Regions from separate parts of the Mus musculus genome. Here all the other regions are linked to region 1. A link is a contact called in public HiChIP or PLAC-seq data. All regions are on one chromosome and are shown on one strand. Each heading gives the region's core, a stretch centred on a gene start, on an enhancer-like site or on the middle of the called end of the contact. The rest is flanking DNA. Distances are from core to core; before and after follow the strand shown. Region 1 holds the start of Mapk9 (mitogen-activated protein kinase 9). Region 2 holds the start of Zfp62 (zinc finger protein 62). Region 3 holds the start of Mgat1 (mannoside acetylglucosaminyltransferase 1).

The links. HiChIP or PLAC-seq counts read pairs in DNA pulled down with a chosen protein or histone mark.
Region 2: an H3K27ac HiChIP or PLAC-seq map of cardiomyocytes shows a contact between it and region 1, with 4 times the contacts expected there. The contact joins the promoter of Zfp62 here to the promoter of Mapk9 in region 1. A contact is called at or near these places in 12 of 39 promoter capture datasets (the 3T3-L1 cell line, 3T3-L1-derived adipocytes, the C10 cell line and 8 more), 3 of 484 Hi-C or Micro-C datasets (CD4 T cells, the N1E-115 cell line and embryonic stem cells) and 7 of 115 datasets of contacts at active chromatin or transcription factors (the 230-238 cell line, astrocytes, bone marrow-derived macrophages and 3 more).
Region 3: a contact with region 1 is called in an H3K27ac HiChIP or PLAC-seq map of extraembryonic endoderm stem cells, with 5 times the contacts expected there. The contact joins the promoter of Mgat1 here to the promoter of Mapk9 in region 1. A contact is called at or near these places in 8 of 39 promoter capture datasets (the 3T3-L1 cell line, 3T3-L1-derived adipocytes, embryonic stem cells and 4 more), 5 of 484 Hi-C or Micro-C datasets (embryonic stem cells, myocytes and reprogramming fibroblasts), 4 of 115 datasets of contacts at active chromatin or transcription factors (astrocytes, embryonic stem cells, epiblast stem cells and 1 more) and 1 of 9 other capture datasets (adipose tissue).

The regions. Positions count from the first base shown.
Region 1 is chr11:49,844,412-49,849,001 of GRCm38.p6, reverse strand. It overlaps Mapk9 (mitogen-activated protein kinase 9), which reads right to left and starts at 2,251. Exons shown (of 12, transcript NM_207692.2): 1 at 2,027-2,251. Gm36507 (a long non-coding RNA gene) reads left to right here and starts at 2,705. Exons shown (of 4, transcript XR_003949545.1): 1 at 2,705-2,787.
Region 2 is chr11:49,201,514-49,206,103 of GRCm38.p6, reverse strand. Zfp62 (zinc finger protein 62) reads right to left here and starts at 2,812. Exons shown (of 4, transcript NM_009562.3): 1 at 2,566-2,812.
Region 3 is chr11:49,248,117-49,252,706 of GRCm38.p6, reverse strand. It overlaps Mgat1 (mannoside acetylglucosaminyltransferase 1), which reads right to left and starts at 2,155. Exons shown (of 3, transcript NM_001110150.1): 1 at 2,052-2,155; 2 at 1,033-1,157.

The DNA.
Region 1 (4,590 bases), core at 1,002-3,501:
CAGAGATTATGCCCCAAAAACGACAATTATTTTTAACTATGCAGGACTCTTCTGAAAGGGAGGAGAGAAACATTTATAGATTGGCTATTGTTCTTCCAGAACAAATCGAAAACCAAACACAAATAGAGCTGAGAACCTTAGATTGAGGGCAATCTGGGTTCGAGTTCTCACTGGCTGCCTGCGCTGAAGCAAACTGCTGAAGCACTGAGCCTCCGTTTCTTCCTCTGTGGAACCCAGTGTGCCAGCCACACTCAAATGAGTGCCTGGCTGGTATCTGGGGAACAGGGCCTAGCTCCTCTGGCCTCAGGCTACAGTTCCTGCTCCTCCATGCTTCTCCCTCCCACACTGCCTGCTCAGGAGGTTAGCAGTGCTGCATGAGGTCCGCATTTTGGCTTGGCACCAAATAGCTAGTTTTAATTAGCTATTGCCAACACTGACATATCAGAGTCCAGATACAAACTTGGAATCCTGGCTTTTACAAAAATTGCTGAACCAAGTTCTGGAGCTCTGGGGTCTCCAGCACCCCATAAAGCCCCACACTTGCCCTGGAGGGCTGATTCTTGGCTCCAGACTGAGCAGAGTTCCTTGTTGATCTTGCCCTTTCACTTTCTGTCTGTCCCTGCTCAAGGCCCTCCAGCACCCCCACCCCACACCCTCCATTTCTAGGGCACAGACCCTTCACTATAGCTGGTGTCATATCCTGTCCTAGAACTGTGTGCATGCCAGTCTGCTCTATGGGGCTCCTGGACTCTCTGGGGGACGGTACCCTGTTGCTATCTCCTTTGTGTCCCCAGAGCCCAGCAGAAAGCATGACCTAGATAATACAGAATCCAGTAGATAACTCCTGAATGTGTGGAAGGAAGCCAGAGCAAAACTCTTACCAAAACGTATTTTTTTTATCACAAATTGTTCTGACAGCTACTAGAAAGAGATTAAAAACATGAAAATATTTCACAAAGTGAGAATCAGCGTCTGTTTGCTTACAAGTTTCACAAGTTAAAGTCACCAACAAAATGGACAAAGCAGAGATAATAATAGGCAGGGATGGTCTTACTGTTCATTCACTGATCTGACTTTACAGATGAAACAACTACCTGTACTCACCATGCTATACAAAAAGGACGGGGCAATAAATCAGATAGCATCAATCCAGAGTAGGTACTGGATGGAAAATTAAAGAAACTGATGAGCGAGAATGACTAAGCGAGGGAAAAGGGTGGTCAAGCTAGGTAGGCCTCGCCTATAACAAGACACTGAACCACAGGAGGAAGCGATGTGAGAGAAGACAGCTGGGTAAAAATCTTATAGACAACTCTGAACATAGAGAAATCGAAGTGCAAAGGTCCTGAGGTAAATAAATGATTTTGGCATGCCCAAGGCAGGTGAGCTTAGGATAGGAGAGCAGAGATCTGCTTCTGTTAAGAGGGGAAGGAGTGGCGGAGGAGGTGGGCAGGGCCCACTCTGGCTTTGCTGGGCACTGAAGATGAATGACAAGGCTCGGGAGGGGGGGCAGAAGTGGGGGAGGACTCTAAGCGGATGAGGGGGAGTTCCTACGACACTCACATCAGCAAGGGAGCATTTATTTACCCACTCAGATGCTCTCAAATGTGCGCCTTAGGCTTCTCTGCCCTAACGCTTTGAGACAGTTACACTGCCCGTTAACAACCCCGACCAAACCCTAGACATTCTACCATTACTCCCGAGGGGAAAGCAGAGGGCCAGTGAGGGTCGCAGTCACCGCCAAGGTCGCGGGGACCAGAGCTCAGGCTCCAGGGCATGCAGCGGGGTGCAGCGACGTGCCTCACAGCTGGAGGAAAGGCGCCCACAGATCCCTGCGGGCAGGTCTGCTGGGGCCCGGCCAGACAGCCGGCCTGCAGCCCTGGGGCTGCACACACCAGGCGGGAGAGAACGACCGCGGAACCGTGGATAGCCGGGCAGTACCGAGCAGTCCACCCCCTGAGCCCCGCACCCCAGGCCCTGCGTGGCCCGAGCAGCCCCGCCAGGCCTAGCCGCCCGCCCGGCTCACCTCGGCTCCGCGCCGCCGCGCCGGAGGCAGAGGGAGGGCACGCTGGCGGCGATGCGTTCTGGCGGCACCCAGCTCCACGACCTGGACCCGGTCGCCCCGCCCCGCTCTGCTCCGCCCCGTCGCCGTCGCAGTGGGTGTGAGGGGCGCGGGGCGCTGCGACCCTTCCGGTCCGGTTCCCTTCTGCTCCGCTGCTGCCACCGCCGCCGCCGCCGCCGCGGCGCTCAGTCTGACGGATTCTTAGGCCAGCCAATCAGAACTAGGATATCCAGACAGGCGGGACCAATTGAGACTGGGGGTGGGCAAGGCTGGGCAGTACGGGCGTGGCTGGAGGCTGGGTGTGGGCGGGGCCAGTGGCGCGCTCTGGATGCCCTAGTGCAGAGTGGCGCCCCCTAGGCGGCTCGCCGTCTGACCGTCTGCTTGCTGGAAGAGCGTCCGCCAGTGTGCACAGAGTTAGGGATCCAGGTCAAGCTAGGACCGTCTCCTGAGCCCGCCCTCCAGGGCCAGGAGACCCGCATGCGCCGGAGAGGGTGGGCCAAGGGGAGCCAGAGCCGGGGAGGGGCGAGGCGTGACTTTGCGACTACAGTGTAGGAGCCATTGTCAGGCCTCGGTTGTAGCAGGTGCAAATGGAGAGGCGACTTGGAAAAGGACTAAAGACAGCCGGGTTAGACAAGAGTTCTGGGCATGATCAAGGACTTGAAGCCTGGGAACCTGGAGTACAACGGCCCCGGAGGAAGAACCAGGACAAGCCGCGGGGCCTTGGGGTTTGTTTTTCACTAAGGCAGATGCCACACTGAATGGGATCATAACAGGGGTGCGGCCAGATGTCCAGAAGGTGGGGGTTGGGGAGACGGTGACCATGACCCTGATGAGTCAGTGACGGGTATAGCCTAAAGAGGCCTCTTATAAGAGACAAGTTTCTGCTTTGGTGTAGAGGGGTGAGGAGGGTGTCCGTCCAGTGCTGAAGGGCTTCTAGACAGTGGGTCTTTAACACTGCTGCTTTTGTTGACGCTTCTGCAGACCTCTGGCTCTCAAGTAGGTTCCAGAAGGTCTGAGGTGAATCAGATGTTTGGAAAACTCAGAATTTGGGATTCTGACTACTCTGTGTTTTGATAGAGAGGCTGCAAGTGAGACAGGGACGTTGAACACACTGAGGGAAGCTACGAACAGGTTAGGCTGAGGACTGGTCAATAAGGGATTGGAAAAATGGAGACAGTAGTTGACAAGTGGTGTCTATGGTGGTAGAGCTGTAGTCACAAGATGCCAAGGAGGAGCCAGGGAGAAGGACTCTGCGTATAGGAAGATCAAGAGACTAGGAGGCCCCATGAATCTCCGCAGAATTTGAAGAGAGCTGTGACTCTGGTTTCAAGCACTGAACTAGGGTGGTGGAGGCTCAGAGGAGCAGTAGGGTCGAGAAGGGGATCCAGACAATCACAGTGTCTCTGTCCTATTCTGCTTTTATATTGGTGTGACAAGGCACAATGACCAGAAAGCACTTCGGGGAGGAGAGGGTTTATTTTGGATTAGAACTCTGAGGTCACACTCCATCGTTAAAGGAAGTAGGAAACTCAAGGCAGGAACCAAAGCAGAGGAAGTGGGGGAACGCAGCTCACTAGGTCAGGGATGGAACTGCCTCCAGTGTGCTAGGCCCTCCCACATCAATCATTTGTGAAGAAAATGTCCCCACAAACTTTATTACAGACCAATCTTAGGGAGGCATTGTCTCAGTTAAAAGTCTCTCTTCCCAGATAGGACTAAATCGAGTTGACCAAGCCCAACTAGCAGAGTCCTCCTTTGGCCACCCCCATGCTGGCCACCAGGGGGAGTATGGTTTATTCCTGCTCAAAATTCTCCTAGTTCCTGAGTGTGCTGCTTTGAGAAAGGTTCTTTTTGTGAGCTTCTGTCCACACCTGTCCTCACCTCGGCTCTTCCCGTCACTGCTTTAGAAGCTCCAAAGAAAACAGAGCCAGCAGTTGGCATTATTAAAAACCAGCACAGCCTGGCTACCATTGTTGCAGTTTCCCTGAAGAACACTAATGAGTGCTTCCCCTCAGATTAGAATCCCTAGACATCCAAGACTGGTGTTATAGCCAACTCAATGCAAAGTAAGTAACCACAAATCATCATGGGTATGTTTACCCAGTAAGTTTCCCATTCAGATTCTGTTTTTTTCTACAGACGCTGCTCTTTGTTCTTTTTTTTTTCAAAATAATGGTGAACATACTGAGGTGAAATGACAGGGTGGGGTGGAATGGCGGGAGTCCGTGCTTTGAATGAGTGCACAGAATCCTGGGCGAAGCCTCTAAGTGCAAAGATCCCGCCAACAGTGTGTTGTGTCGTGGGCTCCATACATGGACACTGACGCCTGGTCACAGTGGCCGGGCTGGGAGGAACAGTGGAAGAACTTTTGGCAGAAGGAAGTTCTTACCGAGGCTGGAAAACAAAGCAAAGGGCTGGGTCTGAGACTTTGAAACACATTTGGGCCAAGTGCTCAGAAGGAGGAGGGACTCAGAACGGGGAGGGGCATGTGTGCTGTGTCCACAGAACCACAGCCACCTGTACTGGCA
Region 2 (4,590 bases), core at 1,563-4,062, 640 kb after region 1:
AGGAGTATATATACTTTTAATGACAACTAAAATAGAGTAAAACAAACGGTGTCAGAAATTTGCTTTAAAATGCTTCAACCAAGAATAAATAAATATATCAGAATCCTGAAACTCTGGGCATACAATTCACTGTACTACCTCTACTTTGCTTAATATATATATATATTATTCATATATATATATATATATATGAATGAAACGTCACTATATAGCACTGGCTGGCCTTGACTCACAGAGCTCCACCTGCCTCTACCTCCTGGGACTAAAGACAGCACTGCTGCCACCACCACTACTAATCAGTTGGAGAACAGACTAAGAAGGGATAAGAGAACCAAGAACTAGAGTTGCAAGATGAAGTTATAGTACAATCAATAAAATGGATGTGGTGGCCATCATGTGTTGTCCCCCATAACACAGAACAAAAAGGTTTTAATTTCTCAAAACTAGATGGGAAATCTCTTGAGCCAGTTTCTGATAGACAGAATGACCTTAACCATCTGTGAAAACATCTGTGGTAACATCAGTGAAAAAGCCAACCATGAGAAAGTCTCTATCCCTCATAAATTACTTAAGACTCACATTTCTGGCAATTTCTGTACTTTTTCACATTCTACTGCTAGGTTCTACAAAAGTGCAAGCAGATATCAAGAACCTTCACTTTACTACCTGTTCTGGACAGCGAGGAGTTAGTTCTCAAAAGCTGAGTCAACTCACAAGAGAGCACTCTTGGTTTAGTGGGAAGTGACGCCTACAGTGGGGCTGCAAGAAGAAACAGGTGTGATATACCTGCAGCTACTTTGAATTTCCAGATTTCAACTGTTTCCCATAAGGGAGTATCCTATATGTCAAGTGTGGTACAGGGCTTCTGTAACTTAAGCTCTTAGGTGCCATATTTGGTGACGAGAGGATGAAAGAGGCAACTCAAGAGCACTCAGTGGAAGAACGTGCGGATGGAGGATGGAGTCTAAGTGATATGCTGAAAAGAGGACGATATGTGCTTTGGTCATTTTTTGCATTTAATTTATGAGAAGCATATGCAAATGGTTAACAAGATTTGTTTCTATTATTTAAAAATTAGGAATAAGGACAGGAGGGATTTTTATAATGAAATATTCTCATAGTAGTGAAAGAGATACTTTTAGATACTCCAGCAATAAGGGAAGCAAGAGAGCATGAAGGGCAGTGGAGAGATTTTTCTGAAGCTAAGGGCCCACTCAGAGATTAGCTTGAAGCAATTAGTGTAGCCCATTTAACTGAATGCAAAACAACAAAAAATACCTTATTAACCTCAGTCCCTCTTAATTTCAAAATCCTTATCCTAATACAGAATCATTCCACATAATACCATTTGGCAAAAAACACTAGAAACAACTCAAAGATTATCAACTGCAGTCTAGAGATTTATCTAAAGCATCCTTTAAAATGGCCAATCTGCTACATGTTTGTAAAACAAACAACCCACCCGTTTCCGTATGAGTTCTGTAAAACAGATTCAGTAAAAGAAACAGAGAAGCAGGACTTATTATGCTACCACCTGTCTGAATAAAAGAGGAACGACTTATATATTTGCTAGTATTTAAATGAAGAAGTCCTTAAAGTCTACTCAACATCTTAACAAAAGTGTTTACCTTTTAAGGTAGGGCCCAGAACAACCTTTGAGAACAGTAAAAGAAAATCTTGTTTTCATATTTTGCATTAAATTTTTGTTTTTTAAAAATCTTTGTATTTTAATGCCTTGGACACGTGAGCATTACGTATTCAAACACACACACACACACACACACACACACACACCCCAGACAAAAGCGCACACACACACACACACACACACACACACCCCAGACAGACAAAAGCTTCAGGCGTACACAAACGGTCTTGGCCATCTAGACTAACCATCTTAAGATAACACACTAGCCGCGGCTCTCTCCACCTGACCTTTCTTTCTTTCACACCGCTGCCCCAGGACTTCCCCAAGCGATCACTTGGGTTCAAGTGCCTTCGCTGGCTTTTCCCTAGGCCAACACTTTCTCAGTTTGCGGTGGGGTGGGGGTGGGGTAGGGCAGATGGCGGCCTCCGGTTGCACCCACTGCTCTACAGATGAGTTTCTCCTAGGAGAGGGCCAGGAAGTGGAGAACGGTCTGCTTCCAGAGCCGCAAGTGTCTCTCAACACCTCTCCCCCACCAAAATGACGGGAAGAGGTGACCGAATCAGGTCATCTCCAAGTCTCAGAAACAAACTTAACCGCAATCAGGGCAAATTTTTAGGCGCTAATAATCGGGATTCTCCTCTTTCTAAGCCCGAAACGGCCATGACAGTCAAGGAACACCGGGGCGGACTCTGGCCCTTCCTCGGCCCAGGGCCTGCTCCGATGGCAGCCTGCCCGCGCGCCGGGCCCGAACCAGGGCTCTTCCTTCCCCTTCACTCCTAGAGGACGCTCCCCAGGGCGTGTGGAAAGTCACGCTCTCCCTCCCCCACTAGGACCCGCCCGGGACCGGAGGGCAGAGAAGGGAAGGGCGTGGCGGGCCGGGGAGAGGCGGGAGCGTCGGCAGCCCGGGACTCACGTACTGGCTGTGGCGGCACCGCGGGAGCCCGGCCGCCGGCGGGACAAAAGCGCGGACTGCCTGGCCGGAAAGACCCGAGCCGCAGGGGCACTTCCGAGGCCGCTCTGGGAAGCTGGAGGACTGACTCGATGGTCGGGCTCTGATCGCGCACGTGACCCGCAGTTTGTGGGTGCTCTGCTGGCCTCCTAATCCCGGCTGGTCTGCCCGGAGAGGAAGGGGGTTCTAGTTGTCTTGGACTTTTATTGCAATTCCGGGGTGCATTGGGGGCGGGTATAATCAAGTGGTGTGGTAAAATAGATACTTCACTTCCTGCTTGTGAAGCTGAGCTCATAGTTAACAAGCGAGGCTGGGGAGAGTCTTAGGAGGGAGGGCTGGGCTCCTGGGAGAAAGCGGAATATGGGGGTCCCATACCCCTTATTTCTAAAAGACCCTCCTCTCCCAAAGCCAAGACCCTCAACAAAGCTCAAATTTCCAGGAAGCCTGCTATTCGGAGACTGCAGAAGAAAAGTAACTGTCTCTCTCCCGGATACCAGCAGCTTCGTGTTTGTTTTCCAATGAGGACAAGCGACAGAGGTGAATATTTACTTACCAAAGCAGACCTGGCTCCATGTTGGGAACAGCATCTGTCCCAACCAGGCATACCCTGATCTCAACTTCCCAGCCCAGGGGCTGAGCTGCCCTTTCCCCCAGAGGTTCCTCCCTATATAATCTAGAAGTTTTGGTCACTCTTGCTTGCTCTTTTTCTCTTCCTTTATCTGAGTGCACCCCCCCCCCCCCCATGGGGACTTTCCTGGCCTCAGTCCTCGGAGCTAGTGAACTCGCCCACAGGAGAGCAGCTTCTCCGTAAACCTGCCTTTAATCTAATCTAACTTGAATTGGCTCCTTTCCGTGGTGGCAGAGAAATAACCTATCACAGCTACCTTCCCCGTTCTGCCTCTAACAAAATCCCCCTCACCCTCCCCCACCCGTAACTACAAAACTCCAGTTTAAAGCCTGTAATCTGCACCAGTCTACTCCTGTTTTTTATATCTTTGTAGGCAAGCCCTAACTCACCTTAATGACTTGGAAATGTAGAAGGAATGGCAATTTGAGTGTAGTAGTATCTCGACTGCATTTGGGCACTAAGGTCTATGCATCTCTAAGGTGGTCAGGGCAAGTGGAAAGTCTGCGGTAATGTCCAGCAGAGTAGGAAAACAGTGAAGCCCAAGATGGAGCAGGGTCCTAGGTCCTTGTCAGGCCAGCAAGCAGCAAGTTATGGAGAAGAACATGGACAAGTTAGGGGTTGTTGGGGGATTCTTCTACAACCCAAACAGTAGCTGAGACACAGCTACAAGTGCTTCAAATGTGACCAGTGCCACTGAAGACCAAGTGTCTAATTACATTTCATTGAAATAGCCACATGAGTGCTAGGATCCCACTTACTGGATAGCACAACTCTGGGAAGAGCTTTGGGCACTTCTTTGAGGCCTCTAGAAGAGTCCATAGTCTAAATTAAAGGCTATCACATTAGGCTGGCCTGCTCACATTCCAAGATTTTGGATTTTTGTTTGTTTGTTTTTCCTTTTAGATAATTAAGTATAAAAATAATTATATCTGGATTGGGACACTTTTATTTAGTAAAGGATAGCAAAGGATCATAAAGCCTAAATAAATCATCTTGATTAGGTAACGTTTATTGTGGACAATGTTTTTATTTTCCACCATGGTTTTTGTTATTCAGGCAATTTTTTTTTTGGCCTTGTATTCACACACACACACACACACACACACACACACACACAGAGAGAGAGAGAGAGAGAGAGAGAGAGACATAGACACAGACAGACACATAGACACAGACACACACACACACAAACACAGACATTCACGTGGACACACAAACACACAGAGACACACACAGAGTCCTTTTTTTAGCACTTGTCCTTTGGAACAGCTACCAAGACTGTCTACCTGTTGTATAGCTACTATGTACATTTGGTGGCTAATAAACACATGCAATATGGCTAGTATGAACTAAGATATATTATAA
Region 3 (4,590 bases), core at 906-3,405, 600 kb after region 1:
GGCCAGCCTGGTCTACAGAGCAAACTCCAGGACAGCCAAGGTTACATAGAAAAACCCTGTCTCAAATACATACATATATACATACATACATACATACATACATACACCAAAACAAAACATAACATACAACAAGAGCAAGCAAACAAATAACAAAATAAAATATCCATCAACCCTGAACTGAGTTTTTAATATATCAGTTATGAGATTTGCCTGTAATATGCACACTCAGTTTAAAACTTGCTTTCATGGTTCCAGTGTTTTTAGGACTCCTTTGAGGAAACTAGCAGGTGAACCCACACCACCACGCACAACAACATTTGCACCATGGTGGGGTGAGACCTGAGTCTCGGCATACTGAAGGTTCTGCCAGCTGCCAGGTGGCTCTGGCAAGTCTTGCCAGTCCCTCTGGGGCCTTCTCACATTCTAATCTGAAGGAGCGCATAAGAGCAGGCTCCTTTCTAAGACGGTGCACATAGTGCAAGCTTGCCTACTACACCTGATGCTCCTCCTGCCTCAGCCTGCAGAGTTCTGATATTACAAGCGTGCACTAGCACATCTAGCTTCTAACACTCTGGATTCCATGCTTGCCCCTCTCTGTCAGAGGCTGTTTCTTAGGCAACAAGCAAACAGCAAATAGTCAACTTCCAGCCAGGAGCAGTAGAGCAACCATTACTCTAGCCTTACAACTAAGTCTCGAAATGGAAGAACCGTTGATGAACTGTCCCTCCTGTTTCTGCTTTGCCAGTATGATAGCAAGCACAGCTTAAACAAGTACAGAGCACATAGTGTCCATCACAGATAACGGCTCTCTAAGTGAATTACTTTCTTGTTAGACTCTGTATGATGTACCAGGCTCCATAATTTCAGAGGGGAAGAAGAACTGAAAAGAAGTCCGAGTAGATATGCTAAATAATTCAAGAGTATAGAGGGTAAGACCTAGGAGGGATACAGGCTATTCACCTGGGAACAGGTCAAAGGGAAACACAATGCTGCTATAGCCTGGCACCAGACAGACAGCCCTGAAGCCGTTACCTGAAGAACCACTGCCTCAGTTCCTCTTCTGTAAACAGACAACCGACTTTTGTCTTCTCCACCGCCCTTGATGTCTGGATTAGAATGGCAATACCTTGACGTCCGAAGCAGAAAGTGAGTTTAACCTGTTGCAATGACATGGAGTTTGAACACACTGTAATACAGCCTTCTGAGAAACAGAAGTGGGATGTAATGTTGCCATTACTGGTGATCTCCATGCTAAAAAGTCAAGGACTAGTGACTGGAAACGGGAAGACCCCAGAATCAAGGACGCTCTAGTCTAAATAGTACTAATGACAGGCAATCAAGCTGGCCAGCAATATTCTCAAGCACGAGAGCCTTACAGTAGCCAAGGTTAAAGAAAAAGAAGCTTCACCAGAAGGCCACTCTTCCATGGAGACTCGAATGGGTGGGCCACAGTCCCTCTGAACCACATTTTGAACAATGGGGGGGCTCTGCACCTCTTGGGAGCCCCCTGTTCCAAACATACTAGAAAGGAGGCTAGGAAAAAAAGTTTTCTTGCCAAATCACATATTTCAACATTGAGTCAAATTTTCCTTGTGGCTGAGCAAAAGCCAGCCCTAGTAACTTATGAAGCCTGGACGCTGGGGTGAGGCTTGCATAAAGTCCACTTTCCACTCCAGTCTCCCACTTCTTCAGGGCGACCCCATCTCTCCCCTGCCCTGCCCTGCCCTGCCCCGCACCCAAGGTGCCCTCCTGCCGAGTTTCACAACAGCTCCTCCTGGAGAAGCCACCCTCCCTCTAGCAGCTGAAGGCCAGGAATCCTGTAGCTGTGCGTTAAGTTCCCACTTCCCCGCGTGGGGGAGACTGCGCGCTGCGCGGCCCCGGGCGGGCCCGCCACTCTCACCGCCCTGGCTTTGGAGCACACTCGGGACTCAGACCCGACTCCCCTGGCTGCGCGGCCTCTCTCCTCCGGGGTCCTTGTCCTCCTGGGACAAGCCCCAGGACTGAGGACGCTGGCGTCCCCCGGCCCAGCTCACCGGATCCTCTCAACTCACCCCGCCTGGAACCAGGCTCGCCCCGGACCGGCAACACCCAGCGCTGGAGCGGCCTCGTCCGGTCTGGTTGGCCTTCCTGCTAGCCGGCAATGTGGTCCTTCCCCGGGAGGGCGGGGCGGCGCTCCCCAGCCCCTAGGCCCCTCTGTTGGTCCCCGCCCTGCCACGGGCGAGTCCGCGCTGGCCCCTCCTTCCAGGGCCTTCCTCTACTGCTGACTTCCTGATCACCGGTCAAGATCTAAACAACGGGTCTTCCCAAGTCCCCCAACTTCGAAAGGCAGTGGTAGCAGAGATGTTTGTTTGAGGCCCTTTCCCTCTCAGTTGCAGCTCCTGTGTAGATGCCAACCCCACTCACACCCTGAGCCTTGTCCAGTAAAGACTTTTCCCAAGAGTGTCCCTTGTCCAGCCCAGTGAATCTAGAGATTCACCGACTTTGAGGGGTGCAGCACTTGGTGGTGTTAGAAGCGTTTCCTCAGCAAGAAGAGCGTTCACCAACCTCAATTCTAAGAACCTGGGAACCATTCCTCTATGCGAGGGAAGTTGCAGACTATTAGTTGAAAAAAAAAAACAGCAAGAGAGGGGTGAGGGTGTGCAAGCAACAAGTATTCGGTTTCAAAAGGGAAGATAGGGAGGAAACACCTGCTGCCCAAGGTGGGTAAGAGCCAGCCTGCCGCCGTTTCAGTTCTGTCTTGTGTGTGTGTGTGTGTGTGTGTGTGTGTGTGTGTGTGTGCCCCTTTATGGGCGGGGAAACCAAAGTCAGGCCTGTACACTGAACCTAAGTCCTGAGGAAGGAAAGAATCAATCACAGGCTTTTGGAGTAACCCTAAAAATGAATGGGAGGGGGAAGGAAACCCCTGGATCTGTATTCCTTGGTATTTTTTTAAAGCAAAAGAAACATGGGAGGGGCAGGGAGACTCATCAGGACCCAACTGAACAGAGTACTTGGTAAGTACCTCAATCAGAGCCTCAAGCAGCCTGAGTGGGGGAGGAAAGATGACAACCAGGAGTTTCAGGGTCTGATTTAGATGTCAGCAGTGGCCCCGGAGCACAAACTATTTCTGAGATCTGAGCCGTGCATTATTAGCAACTCACAGTAAGCCACATCTCACTGACAGGACCATTTTGGAATCAGAGATGTCTGGGAATCCCTACTGTCCACTCACCATGGTACCACAGCCCCCACTGGCTCCCACATCCTGCTGTGCCTGGCCCTCTGCATAAGCCTTGGCTCCAACCACCCTTGGATCTTTCACCCATGAGGGGAGCAGAGGCACTGCCAGTTGATTACTAGATATACTCAACCTCAGACAGACCCTCCTACCTACAGACTTCATCACTACTGTTCCAGAGTCCCCAAGGTAACCGGGACTTTTAGGTCTGTGCTTACTGAGTGTTACTCACTAACTTGTTCGTACCAGACACCAGGAATTATGCAGAAAGTGGGAGTACCTTAAGGGCCCTTGTGGGCAGGTGAGGAAGTAAAACAAAGTTGTCAGGAGACACTAGGAAGCTGCCCTTCCGTCCAAGCCTGTTTTCTTGGCCTCTCTGTACACTCTCCCGCATCTCTGCAGAGCTCAGCAGAGAGAAGTCTGAGGCTTTGGGTGTATGGAAGCTGTTAAGTCAGAAGTCATAGCCAGATTTTAGATTTAGGCATTTCAGCTTCCAAACCTGGTACCCTGGTGAGCCCTTGAGAAGGACTGCTGAGATGGCTTTGTGCCCATGTGACAGGACACAGTGGGGCAGCGGAGAAGCTTCACAGTAGCAGCTGGAATTCTGCCCTCACGTAGAGGAAAGGGCTGACGCATGAGGGAGGGAGGAGGACTGTGTGTGGGTGTGGTGTGTGTATGCCCACTATTTCCAGTTTAGCTGACTGCACAGACTGTGACAGGAAAGTCAAGCCCATGCATGTGCCAAGAGAATGCCAATGTTTATATACTTTAGGCCTCTTTCTACTTCCCATAAAAAGGAATTAGGGACTTATAGCCTTCACACTCAGTGCCAAAGTGTGAGAAAAAAATGACCAAGTTCCCTGGATGTGTAAAAAGTTGGGAAACTGGTCTGAAGATATCCAAAATATAAGGAGCACAAATCACCATCCTGGATAAAATCCATACATAGTAGGTCCTGAAGATGGTGAAGACGAGGCAGCCCAGGCCATGTCAGAGTGACTTTCCTGCCAAGGCACTTAGACAGGAAGCAGGTCAGAACACAGAAACTCCCCACCACATCCATCTCTTCAGCCCTTTGTTTAAATTCCAAGGCTCACAGAATGATCCCCAGCAAAAAGGCTACCCTGCCTCCGAAAAAAAATAGGCTACAACATAGAATTTGGATTGGGTAAATTTTAAACAAGGGTAATAGTATTTGGTCTAAGCAACAAGCACGTATCAGTACTGAGGCCTTGGGCTCTACAGAGCTTACACTAGGGAAGAAAGTAAGAAATGGGAGCTGCCTGTCTAGACTCTGGGGATGAGCCTGGGATCAGATTATGTGCAAATGGAAAAAACAGGTAGATCTAGTCACAGGATAACAGAGAATTAAG